Regions from separate parts of the Mus musculus genome. Here region 2 is linked to region 1. The links are chromatin contacts, called in public promoter capture Hi-C maps. All regions are on one chromosome and are shown on one strand. The core of a region is the stretch at or near the end of the contact, and the rest is flanking DNA. Distances in the headings are between cores, read along the strand shown.

Evidence for each region. Promoter capture Hi-C pulls out the DNA fragments that hold promoters and counts their contacts.
Region 2: a promoter capture Hi-C map of hematopoietic stem and progenitor cells shows a contact between it and region 1. The contact joins the enhancer-like site here to the promoter of Mbd5 in region 1. A contact is called at or near these places in 10 of 39 promoter capture datasets (the C10 cell line, the HPC-7 cell line, HPC-7-derived erythroid cells and 8 more), 11 of 115 datasets of contacts at active chromatin or transcription factors (acute myeloid leukemia, embryonic basal ganglia, embryonic forebrain and 8 more) and 3 of 9 other capture datasets (adipose tissue, liver and pancreatic islet).

Annotation. Positions count from the first base shown.
Region 1 is chr2:48,945,975-48,951,658 of GRCm38.p6, reverse strand. Mbd5 (methyl-CpG binding domain protein 5) reads right to left here and starts at 2,151. Exons shown (of 17, transcript NM_029924.2): 1 at 2,110-2,151. Orc4 (origin recognition complex, subunit 4) reads left to right here and starts at 2,392. Exons shown (of 14, transcript NM_011958.4): 1 at 2,392-2,542.
Region 2 is chr2:49,272,683-49,278,507 of GRCm38.p6, reverse strand. Mbd5 (methyl-CpG binding domain protein 5) reads right to left here. Exons shown (of 17, transcript NM_029924.2): 12 at 5,451-5,825; 13 at 3,734-3,945. Among named protein-coding and RNA genes, the nearest start is that of Gm25215, 120 kb to the left of the region's middle. Within about 2 kb of position 2,302, at least 32 of the 459 cell types and tissues checked have an H3K27ac peak or open chromatin away from gene starts, as enhancers often do. A contact at or near this core is called in acute myeloid leukemia and hematopoietic stem and progenitor cells, where this site is marked.

The sequences.
Region 1 (5,684 bases), core at 902-3,401:
TTTCTATTGCTGACATAAATTATGGAATAAAAAAAACCAATGCGGTTTTTATAAAGTGAAAGAGAAGCATACAGATAGAATATGAATGTGTGTATCCATTTTCAAAGAAGGCTAAAGAAATGGATAAATGAAACAAAATATTACCTCCTAATGTAAGCTGTAACCATGAGGCCTACAACAGAAATATATTTTTAGTACTGCTGGAATAAAATTTGGCTCTATTTTGAAATATAGGTATAATATATAAATATAAAGAAAATATAGCACTATAAAATGAAAGCCATAAGAATATATCATATAGGAATACAGAATAGTTATTTTTAATCAAGACTGCTACTCTATAAATCTAAATCTAGATTTACCTTTCGATTGTTGCCAACTATAACAAACTACAACTTCATGATTTTTTAACTCATTAAAGTTTATTTTGGAAATTAATTTTGTTACATATGTGAACAATTTGTTCACAACAAAAATTGAGATGAAAACCTCTTCTCGGTTTACAACAGTAAATAAATAATTCAGTTAAAACTGAAGTGATACCAATCCAGCAAAATATTGATGGGGATATCTGGCCTTCTATGCAGCAAGAACAACATAAAGTTTTCAATGGGGATTACTTGTTCAGACAAGTTACAACGATTAGAGGGGGAAAAGTTAGTTATGAAATATCTAATATTTCCATGTTGTGGAAAATGAATACCAGAAAGGTATGTGGGAAAAGAGAATACCAATGGCATTTAAACTTTAAGCATTTTAAGCTTTAAATATATAGTCAAACATGAAGCAAATATTTTTTACAAAAAAAAAAAAAGAGAGAGAGAGAGAGACAAGTGTAAAATCCAACCAAAGGCCTTATGAAGTAAAATTTGAAATTCGCTATGCCATTCAGACAAAATGAAAAATGGAGAAGCTAAACACCTAACGTAAAACCAGTCAAGTCTTTCAACACTAAAGTCAATATCCAAGCCACAGACAAGCAAAGAGAGAGAAACACTCAGGTCTACAACTGGTTAAAGCAGTTCCAACACAATTCAGATCCCGACATTTTCCCACTCAGAAACAAATGCAGGCAGCTTTTCCTGAGGAAAGAGGAAAAAAAAATCTCTCCAAACGTAATTTTTTAAGTGACATCCAGAAAGTATGCCTCTTTTCTGTCTCTTTCCCTGGCGCCTCATTGGAGGAAGGAGGGGGTTGTTTTTGTATTCTCCCCCAGTGAAGCAAGACACAATCAGATGTTAGCTGGAGAAAGCACTTTTGACAACAGCAAATAAAAATAAAAGTGTCCTTCCTTCCCTGACAGGGTGGACACCCCACCTCACACACCCCTCCTCACTCCCGCCCCTCCTTCACTCCCCCCCCCCCCAGCACCACCCCCTCCTCACCCCGGAGCTCCACTGCGTATGAGGTTTGGTGCTACTGCTGCCCCGGAGTGAAAGTCAGAGCCAGAGGAAGGCAATGGAGCCCCCACAGACACACTTACCTTTCCTGCCCCCCACTTTTGAGTGCCTTCCCTGGAGCTGTGGAGGATGACACAAAGGGTAATAAAGGGGGGGAGTGGAGGAGGAGGAGGCGAAGGAGGAGGAGGAGAGCTGGGGAAGTGGCTGCTCCCGGTGTAGGGAGATGTCTTCAGCCAGGGCCAAGCAGCAGCAACAGCAACAGCAGCAGCAGCAGCAGCAGTAGCAGCAGCAGCAGCCAAGGGTCTGTGTTGCTAAGAGGCTTTTGGTCTCTTTCTCTCCTTCTCTCCCGGCCACAGAGAAGGAGGGTGGAGGGGGCTCTGGAAGCAGGCGTGTGGAGGGCTGAGCGGGTAGGAGTCGTGGATGGGGGTTTTTCTAAGAAGAAGAAACTCCTCTCCTCTCTCAGGCTCAATTCCCCCACTCGGGGCTCAGAGCTGGAGGGTGGGGGAGGAACTCGGCCGCCTTCCCCCCACCCCCCTCAATTCAAGGTTGAAGTGGGGTAAAATTAGTGTCCTGTCCCTTTAAAAATAGAAATAAAAGGTGCCCCCCCTCTGCCACTGCCTCTCTCTTCATCATCAGCTGCTGCTGCTGCTGGGGTCTCTCTGCTTGGGGGGGAGGGGGGGCTCGGGGAGACGAGACGGGAGGCACTCACTGCGCATGTCCCGTTCTGACGGGAGGCTGGTTGGTGGAAGGCAAGGAGGAGGGGGAGGGGAGGAAATGAGATGGTTTTCCCAGAAGGCTCCAAGGCGCTGGCGACCCGGAAGCCATTGTAAGCAGGGGGTAGCCGGGCGGGGGCGGGAAGAGGGAGGAAGTTGCTACTCTAGAGCAGCCCCAGCTGCCTCCTCCCTCCTCTGGGAGAGCGGAGGGACGGAAGTAGGCGGGGACCGACCTGAAAGCAGGTCACGTGGTGGGGCGGAGCGGGGGCGGGGCCGCCAAAGCCGGCCGGTCGCCGTGCATGCTGGGAGTTGCTGTGCGCGGTGGGCTGCAGTAGGAGCAGCGGGACTGAGAAGGTGGTGAACATCCTTCGGTCCTCACCGTCGGCGGCGGCCGGCTTTGCCCGATTTAGGCAGGCTTGACTGGGAGAGGTAAGGCCGGTCTCGTAGGCAAGGTGAGGGCCGCAGTGGCTACGGGCGGGTGGACAATCTGAGGGGAGTGGGAGGCTCGTGCAGGCCGGGTAGGCCTAAAGCAGGAGGCCTGCCCCTGGCTCTCGGCTTCCGGGAGCTGCTGTGGACGAAGCGGGCACAGAGCTCAGCAGAGACGGGCTACAGAAGGCTTTTGGGTGAGGAACATGATTGGGCAGTGTTGAGAGGTCAGGTTCTCTGCAGAGAGAGAAGCACTACCTGCTTTAGAGCGTGCGACATATTTGGAAAAACCTAACCAGATGTGTGCCTTTTGATCAGCTTCTGCGGTAGCCTTGCTCATACACATCCTGCCTTCCTGACTTTTCTGTTTTCTTTGGGATTTTGGAGAAGCTGTAGGCATGTAGGCAAGGAACGGGCAGGAAAGGTCTGAGTGAGGGCTCCCTGCATGCTCTCTGCCTTAATGCTGCAAACACAAAAGACTGCCCGTTTGAGGATGCTTGGGATTGTTTGGTCTTTCATACAGAGTTTTGTCACTAAAAAAGAAAAGCCTTGAAATATTCTTTTCTTGTGGAGCTAAAGAGAAAGCTTTTTGTCTGGGTGTTTCTTTTTTTTATAGTGAAATAACGGCTTCTTTTTCATTTTAACTTTCTTCGTTAGTCTTTTAGCTGGTTTTTGTCAAGATACATCGGAGGACTATTACCTCGTCTTTAATAATCCAAGTTACATTAAAAAAAATTCAAAATCGGAGATCTTCGCACTTACTCTTACTTAGTCTTAACTATTTTAGTTCTGCTCAGTAGGATTCAGTCTGTTAAAAGTTACACATTTTCCCGAATTGTTCTTGGTGCAAGTCTATACAGTACGCTATTTAATGTATCCATTGCACGGTGCTTTTTTTTTTTTTTCCTTCGTCCTAGGGAGGTAATTATGTCAGATGGGTTCAAAACAAAACTCCAGTGCCCTAAAATTTTTATTAGAAAACCAAGTCTCAATCTTCTTATAGAAAACTATTATGACCTAGGTAAAACTTTTAAATCCTGTTTTGTGTAATGGCCTAAGTGTGTGGGAAACTGCACAAAACACAGATGTAGAGAACGACTGTAGCATACATAACCTGTAACCACTATGAATCAAGAACCAAAACATGGGTAGCAGCTGGCAGGAACAGGCCCACTAATTGCTTCCAGGCCTCTCTTCCTCTGGTGCCACCTTACTATTATCTTGATTCTTGTGATTCACTGCTTTTCTTTTAGTAAAAATGTATGTCAGCGCTTCTAAACAAATTCTCAATTGGCCTCTTTTTATCTGCTTGTAGGTAGGTAGTTCACACACCCTATTAAGTCGGACCCTTTATTTACCTGGCTGAGATTTGACCCTGTTAATACATTTTGCTGTAATTTATATATTTTTTTGTTGTGGTGTAAGAGTTTCTAAGGTAAAGGCACTGTTTTTATAACTAAGCCACCATTAGTCTTAATGGACTTTGACTTGTATTCATTTCTTTACTACTAAATGATCTACATAGCTACATAATAATGATCTGAATACTACATAATTTTATGTGAATATAGCTATGTATTTTTATGAGTTGTATGTGGCTGTCTTCAGTTTCACCAAACATTTAGACTGGCATGCTGTCTCATCCCCCGGCCTCAGGTGTGAGCGAGCCTTACTTGTACCTTCTCACCAACAACTAGCTTTTAATTTTGTCAATCTAATGAGGGTAGTTTTATAATTTGCTCTGTGTTGAGTAAAGTTCTGTACTGGTGATATTGACTGTTTTCAGAAACTTGGCTGTTTGGATTTATTCATTCAGAAATTGTCTTTTAAATCATCCTTTTAAAGTCTTTTGTATAGTTTCTTTTTCTATTTTGCTGTTTTCCATAAGGATTTGTAGCATTGCGGCAGATAGATAATCTGTTCTTGTAATATTACATTCTTTTCTTTTTTTTTCTTTTTTTTTTTTTTTTATTGTTTTTTCAAGACAGGGTTTCTCTGTGTAGCCCTGGCTGTCCTGGAACTCACTTTGTAGACCAGGCTGGCCTCGAACTCAGAAATCCGCCTGCCTCTGCCTCCAAGTGCTGGGATTAAAGGCGTGCACCGCCGCTGCCACCACCACCCGGCCTAGTGTTACTTTTTTAATTTATATCTTGTTATTGTTTCTTGAACTTTCTATTTAGCTTTAACTCCAGGACATAGGGTTTCAACTTGGCCACCAGCCCCATGTGGCTTTTGAGCACTTGAAATGTATTGTTATAGGTAGTTTGACTTACAGTAGGAATTTTTTTTAGTGTTTTGTTGTTTCATTTTATATTTGAAAAGTGTGTAAAACACCTCAGCTTCTCATTATATTTGCTTGTTAAAATTTTAACTACTTTCACCTTTTTTGCTTTATTAAATATACTAGAAAATGTTAAATTAGGATTTACATTTATGTTGGACAGCAATATTAACAATAAATATTGACATAGATGTTTCTATATCTTGGCCACTTTCTTCTGATTAATGTCTTGCATTTCTAACTGTCTTTTTGGCATCCTTTTCCTTTTTCTTAGGATAGTCTGCAGAAGTTCCTTAATGCATTTAACCAGTTCTCTTGTTTCTTTGCTTCAAAGCTCTTGTTTTGCTTTCAGTTCTAAGGAATTATGGTTTCTTACAGCTTTGTGGATAGTTTTCAACACTTTGAAGATAACATTCTAATTGTTTTTTTAGCTTCTCTTATTAATTTGCAGAAATTTGCTCTAAATCTAATTCCTGTTGCATTTAAAGAGAATCTTTTTTTTTTTTTTTTTTTTTTTTAATACTTTGTCTGCTTTTTTACTCTGATGGGGGCCAGGTGGAATTCTTGGTCATGCTTTAGAGTCCTTCTGGATTGTCAGATCAGCATATCATTGTCTTTATAAAACATAGAAGGAAGTGTTAGTACTTACCTCCTCTAATTAAACCTTCACTTTCATTGTTAATTCAAAGAATTCAAGGTTATAATTTTTTTAGTGTGTTTTTGCTTACTTATAATATGTACTTATTTCTCAGGGGAGTGCAGCAGTTATATACTTTAGGAAATTAGAGGAATAGGTAGGTATGGGATAATGGTGTTTTTGAGAAATCACACTTTACTAGGAAAGATTCCTAGGGTTACTATCAG
Region 2 (5,825 bases), core at 1,053-3,552, 330 kb before region 1:
GAGAGAGGGAGAGAGGAAGAGAGAGAGAGAGAGAGAGAGAGAGAGAGAGAGAGAGAGAGAGAGAGAGAGAGAGAAGAGGAGAGAAGAGAAGAATGTAAAGACCTTAAAAATATCATAATTTAAAGATTCACCAAAAGATAAACAAGGAAGCACAAAGAACAAGAATAAAAATGAAAGGAAAAAACCATTCTGTATAGAAAACCTCACACATTGACTGTATTTTTATATTTGGGTAATTTTTTTTTAGTTGAAGCAGTTCAACAGATCTTTTAAACTCATCATTGCCAAGTGTTTTCTAGAAAAATTAAACTTGAGGTAGTTGGACACAAGGTGTTTCCATGTGTTTGCTCAATGGTCTTACAGGCATTTGAAACTTAAGATTGATAACTAATTTAACTAAGTTAAATATAAGATAAAATAAAATAAATTCCTTTTCTAACAATGAATTACTTTGGTATGACATTACACATGCTAACTTTTATTTATATTTATTTTGTGTATACAATGTGTGTGGGCACACATGTCATGGTGCATGTGTGGAGATCAGAGGACAATTGGGTTGCCAGGCTTGTGAGAAAAGAGCCTTTACCCTGTTATGGTTTGTACATGCTTAGCCCAGGAAGTGGCACTATTAGAAGGTATGGCCCTGTGGGAGCAGGTGTGGCTTTGTTGGAGTAGGTGTGTCACTGTGAGTATGGGCTTTAAGACTGTCATCCTAGCTGCCTGTAAGCAAGGACTCTGCTAGCAGTCTTCAGATGAAGATGTAGAACTCTCAGCATCTCCTGTACCATGCCTGCTTGGATGCTGCCATGTTCCTCCCGTGATGATAATGGACTGTACCTCTGAACCTGTAAGCCAGCCCCAATTAAATGTTGTCCTTACAGGAGTTGCCTTGGTCATGGTATCTGTTTCATAGCAGTAAACCCCTAACTAAGACGCCCTCTTAGTTATCTCACTAACCAGACAGGATATTTGTTGAAGTCTTTAGACTGGGTATTAATTCCTACTCTTCATTCTTATCAGACCATTTCCTGAGATGCATCCTCATGTTGCCACAAAGAACAATGGTTGTCTATAGAGTGACTATCCGTTAGGAAGAGGCAAGGGGAAGGGATGTCTGTATAGGAAGCATTAACGCAGTTTGGAAAAAAAATTCTATGGCTTCTCTAATTTTGCAAACACTGTATAAGAAATACTGTGACAGATTTTAGGTCTAATATCATCATTAGTTATCAATCTTAATTTCTACTCATCTCTGGCCAATAGACCACTCCCCTCTGGTCTCTACTTACTTTCTTACTAAACCAGCACCTAGGATCCAATGGCACATCAGCCACTCTTTTGCTACTACCCCCCGCCCCCTTGTCTGGACTTGCCAGATAAAATCTAAATCTTAGATAACTTTAAATTCTGGTTTTGTCTACATCCACAGGAAGGTAAAGTATTTTATGAATAGATATTTATGTTTTCCAACCTGGCCTGTTGCTGCTCCTTCAGTCCTGTGACCTTCCAGTCAGGAATCATTTTCTCCACAACACTCTCTCTGTACTTCTTCAAGATGATTGCCATATCATTTCCTAACCTATTCTTGGTAGATAGCCCTACTTACCAGAGAAAATGAAGCTCATGGTAAGATCTGTCACACTCCGACAGTTCTTGATCCTTAATAGCTTATATTTCTCATAAGTTATGCTTTGCTTACATTTTGTCCAGTTTTCCATCTGCTCTATGGAAGAAAGCTCTGTACTTCCCTTTCTTCATATTTACATTCATGTACTTTTTTGGCTCTTTATTTTTAGCATATGATTATGTTCATGCCTCCCTATGTAGAAGGTCAGTGCTCAACCCAGTGTACCCTCTGGAGCATTAACCCAGGCCCCCTGCTCTTCACAGTGTCAGTTTGGTTTTTGAAGCAATACCTCATTTTACAAGTCTCAATGTCTCTATTTGTCATTCTGACCATTGCAATATGACCCTGCTTCTACCACTTCCCCAAACTGTATTCTCCCGGAGTTACTCTCATGTCCTAACAGCACAGTGAGCTGGCTGCAGGCTTTAGCTTGCTTTCTGGATGCTGTAGGTATGCACATCTTCCATTATGAATTAATTTATTATGTATGTGTGGATATTTCATTCTAGGTGAAAGATGTGTTCATCACCATTCTTTACTAAACCAACACTTCTCTGCCCTACTCTATCTTACTTCCTTTCTCAGAAGAAAGAAAGAAGGGCTGTAGAGCACCCTGGCAGACACTTAAACTATTAAAGCATGTAGCAATACCTAGTTTCTCTTCTCCATCCTTCCCTTTCACGGTATGAGGAAATGTACTGCACCACTCTTCTGCTAATACTATGGTGTCAGGATTTCGTAGTCTTGGAGGTCTCAGCATATTTGAGCGAATAAGACTACCTAATCTTTTAAGCTTATAGATAGATGGATATTATGTAATAAAATTATTTTCTGATTCATCAATACCTTAGAGCCTCTTAATTTCTGACTCATGTTGTAATGAATGCTCTGCTATGTGCTCTTCTATTCACATGTGAAGATGTCTCTTAAGTCAAACATATGTGAATTAAATGTCTGGGCTAGTGAACAGATATGTGTTTAGACACACATATACACATATATACAAATATGCTTACGAACTTGATAAACTACCAAATTATCTTCCAAAAGAAATGAGCGAGGCTGGATATATAGCTCAGTGGTAGAGCATTCCCACAGCTTGTACACGGCCTCACTTAGCTTTGAACTCTATCAAAAAGAACAAAAAAGCTAATAAAGCTTAACCAGAATCCATATGGACCAACAATAAAATCAAAGTGCTGATTCCTTTATACCTGTACCAGCAGTGCATGCCATCAATGGGAAATACATAGTAATGGACATATTGGTTATTCTTTTCATGATATTAATAATTAATATTTCATTTCCTGTGAACTCTCTGTTTATAATTATTCCTTATTTTTCTAGTCAATTATCCTTTCCTTCTTGATTTATAGGAAGTATACTAATATGAAGGGTGTCCATATATGGCATGCATTATGTATATATTTCCTGACATTTGATACTTCTATAACTTTGATCATATAGAAATTAATATTTTTGTATTAGTTACATATTTTTCTTTTAACCTAATGGTTTTATATCTTGCTTAAATAGCTTCCTCTGTTTTATTATTTATAGTCTGTGGTGGTGTATGTCTATAAGTCCAGCATAAGGGAGTCTGAGGAAGAGGGTGCAAATTCAAGACTAGCTAGCTTGGACTACATAGTGAGCCCCACCCTTTTGTTTGTTTTTTAAAGTGTTACATCTTTAAAAAAATATTGTATGTTTCTTTTTTACACTGATATAGCATAACTCTTTCTATATAATCTTTAGCATATTAGTCACCTTTGTAGAAGTAGTTGGCCATGTGGCCTAAATCAGGAGGAGAGGGTAGTGGAAGCTAACATGGAAGAAAATGTATATTAATTATGACAGTAATGTGTGCACAAGGCACAAAAGGGCATAAGAGGGTAACACTATCAGTTTTCACTCACATTTCCAAAAAAACTACTGCCTTATACAAAATATAATTATCTTTACAGAAAGGACTGGGATGTTTAACAATAGTCAATATTAAGAAATAACTGTCAATAGGCTCTAAAGGGTACTTTTTCATTCCTTCTCTATTTCAATAGAACCAGACATTGTTTCCAGCTAAAGTCATGTGTGGAAGGAAAGTACCTGGAAGTTCTGAAACAGACAAGCCATGGGGTTATTGTTAGCTGGGCAAGGGACTGTGGGTTGTCCTTGGAAGGCCTGGAGATTCTGGTGTCCCTGGAGAAGGTGTTGCTGCGGCTGCTGATTTGGAGGAAACATCTGATTGCTGTTTAGTAGCGACTGTAGATGAGTCAGTTGATGGTTATTCAATGAATTGTTTATGGATGATATATCACCTACAGTTTTGAAAAACATAAAGTATAAGTAAACGTGCTTCTTCAGAGAACTAACTTATGGTTGTCTTTGCACCTGATAATTTCTGAAACAAAAACTGAAAGCTGAGCTTCATAGGAAAATTGGTCATTTTTTTTTTTTAAATCAGCCTTACTTAGTTGTAAGTAAAGAATACCTTTAGCATTTAGTTTTATCTGTAAGGTCAGCCTTTTATTTTATACTACATAAAAATTACTTAGTCATTAATGTTAAACTTCAGAGCTAAGTGTCCCTATGTTTATTTTTATTAGAACACCTACAGTTAAAGGTTGAAAATTTTCCTTAGCAATTACTTAGCAGTAAATAGTTGAGCAGATGATGATAAAGAGTGGGTATAATATAGTCTCATTTATATAAAAAAATCAGCTTTAAGTCATAATCATCAATAAATGCCACCAATTAAATTAAGTGCTTAGTTTTGAAATACTCATTTTGTTGCTCAGTTAAATGTTAGTCAGCTAAAATTAAAACTGTAAACCCAACAATACAAAAGAATTCACTGCTATAGCTGTTATGAAGATTTTAAAATCAATGATGTCAATGGATAGCATTAGTAACTGATACATAGTTAAAATTTAGAATTGTCTTAAGTTGTTTAAATTCTTTTGGGAACAATTTTGTAACCTGAGTCTGTATGTTTATTATGATTTTTTTGGTTAACTATATTTTAGGTCTAGACAAAACTAACTGCACTGCAGTATAATTATAAAAGTTTCCATAAAGTAATGTACATAATTAGCTCTGCAGTGCATCAAGATGCTCTTGACAACACCATGTACTCTTGCTTCTATTTCTGGGTTTCACTGGCACTTCCTATCTATCCTTCTCCTTGGTGTTACCTGCACCCACCATTATAAATACTTGACATTATTTCCAACTTTTTCCTGATAAGCTAACCTATAAAAAGAAAGGTATTTATGGACAAATCCATTATTATAAAAATGATAATTCTGAGGAAACCTAGTATTATTTAGAGGGACATTTTCCTTTGTCTTGGGGGAAACCCCAGCTTGGGGTATTTTGATTTCTGGCCTTTTTAGTTTTGCTTCTCAGGGTTCACCTGGAAGTACTTCCTCCAACTGTTCCCACCCTAGTGCAGCTGCTCATACCAACCCTGTGATGCCACACCAACTACAGTAGAAATGAAGGCTCTTTAGAAGATGCAGACTGTACTTGGCTGAAGGGAGTGGTAGGTAGGTTAGGTTCAGGTGGCATCAGAATTAGAAGATAAGAGGAAGCAGATTACAGTGGTATTTAGTAATGCTAGAATCAGAAAAGGAAAAAGCCATTTTGATGTTTGTTTAGCTATAGTTTTGTGTGGGTGTTGTTATATTTAATTACTTAAATAAACTGTGACATAATGAAGACATTTTAAAAAAATAGTGTGACAAAATGTAGTTTTAAAAAGGAGAATAGAGAATTAGAAAAACGTTTCTTAAAAAAAAATTTGTGAAAAAATTGAACTTACCAAGCAGACCTGTCCCCAGTAGAGGGTTAAGTAGCTGTGGCACCATAGAGTTACTGTTGAGTTTAGCTGGACCAGGTGGATTCCCAGCATTATTAGATATATTCAGCAATGTTTCTGCCATTGACACCACTGCTGTCCCACCAAGTGTTGAGACAGTCAGTGCTGCCACTGCTGATGATGTAGTGGTTGTGGTAGTGGTTGCCTGGGAGGAGGTTGCTATGGAAACCTCTGGATGAATAGCGGTGTTGGCCGATGCCGAGTTCAGGACACCCCCCAACAGCTGGGGATTCAAGGCCATTAATCCTGAGGCCCCAGTGACAGCTGGGAGGAGCAGGGGGTTAAAAGTAGTGTCACTGCCTGCTAAAGGGTTTCCCA